2 separate regions of the Mus musculus genome follow, and region 2 is linked to region 1. The links are chromatin contacts, called in public Hi-C maps. All regions are on one chromosome and are shown on one strand. Each heading gives the region's core, a stretch centred on a gene start, on an enhancer-like site or on the middle of the called end of the contact. The rest is flanking DNA. Distances are from core to core; before and after follow the strand shown. Region 1 overlaps Dnaaf5 (dynein, axonemal assembly factor 5). Region 2 holds the start of Cyp2w1 (cytochrome P450, family 2, subfamily w, polypeptide 1).

Region 1 (2,802 bases), core at 224-2,723:
AAAAAACCAAAAAAAAAAAAAAAAAAAAAAAAAGAAAGAAAGAAAGAAAGAATTTAGGGGGCTGGAGAGATGGCTCAGCGGTTAAGAGCACTGACTGCTCTTCTGAAGGTCCTGAGTTCAATTCCCAGCAACCACATGGTGGCTCACAACCATCTGTAATGGGGTCTGACACCTTCTGGGGTATCTTTCAAAAAAAAATAATTTAGAATAATTTAGAAGTTGTAAAGAGAAGCTGGATTTGTGTCTTGGTCACATAGGGAGGGCGATGCTGGAGTTTGTTAGTGTCCTCAGCAGTTGGGAGAGCAGCATGTCAGGAAGGCGAGCCATGGCCTGTGGCTTGCAGGGCTCCTACCCCAGCAGTGAGGCCTGGGAAGCCATCGGTGGCCTGCTGCAGCCCCTGTTCTCTTTCCTAGGCCCGGCTGTGGGAGAAGCGCTGCAGCATGTGATCCCCACCCTCAGGGCCTGTCTCCAGCCCTCCACAGACCCACACATGCGCCTGAAGCTCTTCTCTATCCTGTCCATGATGCTGCTGAGGCCTAAGGACACTGTCGATTCTCAGGGGTAGGTCGACCCTCAGGTCTGTGTACAGCCCACGTATGTGTTGGATGGGTCTTCCCACGACCCCCTGGGCAGGGCCCCCAAGGTCTAAAGTCCGGGCTTCTTGGTGGTCTGTATCTCTAGAATCCACCCCACTAGGTAAACAGTGATCTTGGTGAGTATACCACAGAGACACAGACAGTAAATCAAAGTCACTTTAGAGGAGTCATTAAAATTCCATCGAGTGAGAAAGTTTTAGGGCGCATTAACTATTAATGGCTTCTGTTTCGGCTGTTCTGTTTTAAAAGGCTTTTGGCACCTTTCAGACCTAACAGACCTGACTAAATTAGCATTGATGGTGAAGGCTTAAGGGTAGTCTGTTATCTCAGAAAAGCTCAGGGGCAGCTCTGCAACCTAAGAGCCTCAGATTTTATGGCTTTGAAGTAAAGGGAAAGTGGAACAAAGAGCTTAGGAAAGAACAGGCTCTCAGGGGAGGAGGGAAGCAAGCCAAGACACACACACACACACACACACACACACACAGCAGCTCATCCTGGAGAGGAGGGTAGAGCGAGGACACACACACACACACACACACACAGCAGCTCATCCTGGAGAGGAGGGTAGAGCGAGGAGACACGCACACACACACACACACACACACACACACACACACACACACCCCTCCCTCTCCTTGGTTCATTGAACAGACTAAGATTCAAATCACTCTGGGACCTTCCAATCCTGACCCTTGGCATCCTGGGTCTTGCAGATGGAGACCTGAGAACTTAAGCCCTGTGCGAGCTCCTGGGATGCCACCTCCCCCCACCTCACCCCATCCCCCACCCCCAAAATCAAAAAACCTGTCACTGTGAAGTGTGGTAAGCAAACTATAAAGTTCCCTATGAGTTTCTCATTCTAACCTTTCTCCTTCGAGTGCACTCTTAATGTGGGGCTGACTGCCAGCCTCTCACACGCTGCAGGAAATTCTGTTTCCTGCGATCTAAAAAACCTCAGGGCTGAAAAGGGACCATAAAAAGGTATTAATGAGCGTCTTGGCAACAGGCCTTCGGGCAGGCGTGTACACAGGAGTGGAGTGAGAGAATGGCTGAGCTGCCACCAGACTGTAGCCTTTTCTACACACCCAGTATGCTGAGGAACACTGCCACCCCTGACCCACAAACACAGCTGCCAGGTTTGGGCCAGGTTCCCAGTGACACACTTCAGACCTCTCCAGGGATCAGGTCAGTCTAGAGAATCCAATTATGCAGATGACTTACTGAGTGAGAGATTGCTACTGTTTGGGTAGGGACAGTTTGAAAATAGCATTGTCTTAGTGTTCTATTGCCATGACGGAACACCATAATCAAAAGAGATTTAAGGAGTTTATTTCACTTGTACACGGTCCACTGAGAGAAGTCAGGACAGAAAGCTGGAGCTAATGTAGATGCCACTGAAGAGGGCTGCCTACTAACTACTTATTGGCTTGCTCTGCCTGCTGTTTTATAGCACAGGAGCCCTGTGGTAGCACCACCCACAATGGGCAGGTTCCTCCCATCTCAACCACTAATTAAGAAAATGCCCTGCAGGCTTGCCTACAGCTAGATCTTAGAGAGGCAGTTTTTCAGTCGTGGTCCCCTTAGAATTAGTCTCTCAGCTGAGTCTAGTTTGTGTCAAGTTAACATAAAACTAGTCAGTACAAAATATTATTTGGTTTTGATTTATAATCACAGAATGGTAGAATGAAAGGTTGGTTGTCCAGTCAAGACTCAGTCTAAGGATGTCATCTCTGGCAGGGAGTCAGGATTCTTAGAGAAGGCTCTCTCAGCAAGCCAGAGTGGTAGCACCACCACATCCACCTACCACACAACCGGAGACTCCCACTCCCCACCCCTTCCTTGCACTCTTGCCTGAGCTATGGAGATGCCTGTGAGAGAGTTGGAGGGGACTACAGAAAGCTCTACCGAAGCCACTGCCTTTGCAGGGGGCCTTTGCTTCAGTGCTTGTGGTAGCCTTGAAGTAAAATTTGGTGTAAATTCTGGACTGGAGCCCAGTGAGTAAAGGCATTTGCTTCCAGACCTGACTACCTGAGTTCAGGCCTCAGGGCCCACATGGTAGAAGGAAACCAACTCCTGCAAGTTGTCCTCTGACTTCCGTGTGTGCACTGTGGACGTGTAGTACACGAGTGCAATAGATAAATGAAATGTAATGCAAAGTTAAGAAACAAGATCGGGGCCTACGGCCTAGGAATGTGGCTTAGCTGGT
Region 2 (3,201 bases), core at 7-2,506, 180 kb after region 1:
TCAGAGTCCTGTTGGTCCCTCTGCCTCTGATTTCCATAGCCCTCGCTCCTGGCCAAGTCTGGCACATAGCAACTGCTCAATAAGGATTTCTTGCAGCGATTATGTAGATTTTCCTGTCTGGGTAGGGGCCCTAGCTTGGATATTCTGTAAGTGGCCTTGGTGGCAGTTGGTTGAAACATGACCCAGACATCCACAGTAGCGACAGGGAGCTGTCGCAGCCCAGGCTCACGCTGTTGCAGGGAAGAGAGGTGCTAGGGTGAATGCAGTCTAGGCTGGGCTTCTCTCCACAGACAAGACCTGGCTGTAAGGACTGCGGATGGCTTCTGCGCCTTCCTCAGCTCAGCATTTGTGCAGGGCGTGGATAACACCCCAGGGAATAGGCCCCGTGGTGAGGGGCCCTGCTTGGGGGGTAGGACTCCAGGTGCCTCATGTTGAGGCAGGCTGCGGGGAAGCAACCCAGCTACTTCTGGTGCCAAGAGCCACCCGCCCGCAGAGCCCTTTCTCACAGAGGCACCTCCTCCCCAGTGAGGCCTCCAGGGTTTAAGAGACAGGATTAGAGCCCAGACAGCTAGGGCTGTAAACCCAGCCACCTGCTGGGTCTGTTCACGGTCTCCTAAATGGGATGGCCCCTCAGTGTCTGGGTGGTTGTGCCCCTTACTCCAGGCTGCTGGGGTGAGAGCTCCCTCAGCTTCAGCAGACACTCACTGCTTCTGAAGGCTATGAGCTTTGAGGTCCTTGTGGTGAGAGAGGTCCTTGATGGCTGCACAGGGCATTCAGTGTACCTGCTGGGCACTAGGGTCCTGAGGACACAGGGGACCCTCATCCTTTCTTTCAGGATGAGGGTCTAGTCTCAGAGTCCCGTAAGTTCTACTTTGACGGGAGGCCACGGAGAACTATTGGTTCCCAAAGTGGGGGACAGAATAGACATGGCTCTGACTGTGACACTGGAACCTGAGGAGACATGGAGGGATGGATGTAGGTATCTTGGAAGCCTGACCTCGCCTGGCCCAGGCTTGGATAACCTGTGACCAAAACGTCTTGGCTCTGTACTGCCGACAGAGGTCCTTTCAGCCCCCAACCCAGGCCCCCTGCCACAGAGGAGACCCCACATTCCACATAACCTGTAGCTTTAAGCCTCCTGTTGGGCTGTCTCCTGCAAACTGCTCATTCCACATTCTCGGGGTGGTGGGGTGGGTGGGGTGCCGGCACGCCCTGGGGAGGATGGCTATAAGGCAGAGGGCTCACTGGGCCCCTGGAGAGCTGAGGATTTGCCATCCAGCTGTTCACATGGCTCTGCTGCTCCTGGGTGTCTGGGGGATCTTGCTACTTCTGGGGCTGTGGGGACTGCTCCAGGGCTGCACCCGGAGCCCCTCCCTGGCTCCTCGGTGGCCCCCTGGGCCTCGCCCTCTGCCGTTCCTGGGGAACCTGCATTTGCTGGGTGTGACCCAACAAGACCGGGCACTGATGGAGGTAGGGTGGGCGACCCTATTTCATCTCACAGCTCACATGGTGTCTGTGTCCCAGCACTGACAAGGGAAGCCAGGGGGGATTCAGGATGCCAGAGGCTTGTCCCAGAGAGCAGATGTTGGAAGCAAGAGTGGCCTAGGCTAGGGAGATAGCTCATTGTAGTGTGTTTGCTTAGCATTCACAAGAGCCTGGTTCTATCCCAGAATTGCAAATAAAAGATAGATAGATAGATAGATAGATAGATAGATAGATAGATAGATAGATAGATAGATAGATACGTAGGTAGGTAGGTAGGTAGGTAGGTAGATAGATAGATAGATAGATAGATAGATAGATAGATAGATGGGACAGGACAGCAGCCAAGGGTCAGGGCTCAGGATTGGTGAGCAGGGTGGGCTCTGGAACAATGAGGAAGAGACTGGCAGGTGTGTCTAGAAGTGTTGGAAATGTGGCAGGGCAGCAGTGCCCTTGTCTGGGTAGGGTATTAGCTAGGTACGGCTTCTCCCTAGAACTCAGACATGAAGGTAAGCTGGCTGCACCGCCACTGGCCAGGGTTAACTGGCTCAGTAGGGTGGAGGTCCTTGAATTTTGTCTGGGGACTCTTGTTTGCAGAGAAGTCCACACAACTGCAGAGCTAGCTTGAAGTGGCTCTGCCACACCTTTCCTAGGGTGGGTCAGGCTAGACTCCGACGTGGCTGCCGGCACTAGGTTCAGAGGCTCAGGCCCTACCTCGGGGCCCAGTCTGAGGAGCAGAGATCAGGCAGATCCAGCCATGGCTCTGGGTGAGACCCACAAATTCCACTCTAGCTTTCTCATTTTTTTTCAACGGTTTCTCTTTGAAGTGGGGTGATGGAAGTTTGAACATTTGAACAGCGCCCCCTCCTGGGGAGACTGGAGGGGCTCTTGGGGTTCTCTCCAGCTCTTAAGCTTCCAGCCTACATACAGTACGGCTGTATGTAACTCTTAGAGGGTGGGTGGAGGCTGCCTGTCTGACACCTGTCTGTCCCCACCAGCTCTCAGAACGCTACGGGCCCATGTTCACAATCCATCTGGGATCTCAGAAGACCGTGGTGCTGTCGGGCTATGAGGTGGTGAGGGAGGCCTTGGTTGGAACCGGGCATGAGCTAGCCGACCGGCCCCCAATTCCCATCTTCCAGCACATCCAGCGAGGTGGGGGTAGGTGGGCATTGGGGTTCCTTGCCAGATGGGGGGGAGACTAGGCCTCTTGGATTGGTACTAGGGAGAGACAGGATCAGCCTATTGCAAGACAGGAGAAGTATGACCCAGGGTAACCTCCGAATGGGAGGGGCATGGAGTTGAGCCTGCCCCCCCACCCCGAGTGGGCCCCCTGTTCCCTGCATGCATCATCAGATGGGGCGTGGCTGGCACTCATGGCTCATGTCTACCTGACAGGCATTTTCTTTTCTTCTGGAGCTCGCTGGAGGGCGGGTCGCCAATTCACGGTGCGCACACTGCAGAGCCTGGGTGTGCAACAGCCATCCATGGTGGGCAAGGTGCTGCAGGAGCTGGCCTGTCTTAAAGGACAGCTGGATAGCTATGGAGGTGAGTGGGGGACCGGGATGCCCCTGCCCAGCATCTATTCCCACCTGAGGCCTTTCTCCCTGACCTACAGGCCAGCCCCTCCCCCTGGCGCTGCTGGGTTGGGCACCCTGCAACATCACCTTCACACTTCTCTTCGGCCAGCGCTTTGACTACCAGGATCCTGTGTTTGTG

What was found. Hi-C and Micro-C count contacts between places; a contact is called where the count stands out from the background.
Region 2: a contact with region 1 is called in a Hi-C map of pro-B cells, with 5 times the contacts expected there. The contact joins the promoter of Cyp2w1 here to the enhancer-like site in region 1. A contact is called at or near these places in 3 of 39 promoter capture datasets (the C10 cell line and stem cell-derived epiblast-like cells), 1 of 15 datasets of contacts at CTCF or cohesin (large pre-B cells), 9 of 484 Hi-C or Micro-C datasets (B cells, the Ba/F3 cell line, the G1E-ER4 cell line and 4 more), 3 of 115 datasets of contacts at active chromatin or transcription factors (bone marrow-derived dendritic cells, bone marrow-derived macrophages and embryonic stem cells) and 1 of 9 other capture datasets (liver).

Annotation. Positions count from the first base shown.
Region 1 is chr5:139,173,713-139,176,514 of GRCm38.p6, forward strand. Dnaaf5 (dynein, axonemal assembly factor 5) reads left to right here. Exons shown (of 13, transcript NM_001081265.2): 9 at 414-561. Among named protein-coding and RNA genes, the nearest start is that of Dnaaf5, 25 kb to the left of the region's middle. Within about 2 kb of position 1,474, at least 89 of the 459 cell types and tissues checked have an H3K27ac peak or open chromatin away from gene starts, as enhancers often do. A contact at or near this core is called in the N1E-115 cell line and pro-B cells, where this site is marked.
Region 2 is chr5:139,351,360-139,354,560 of GRCm38.p6, forward strand. It overlaps Cyp2w1 (cytochrome P450, family 2, subfamily w, polypeptide 1), which reads left to right and starts at 1,257. Exons shown (of 9, transcript NM_001160265.2): 1 at 1,257-1,470; 2 at 2,481-2,643; 3 at 2,881-3,030; 4 at 3,101-3,201. The coding sequence starts at 1,288.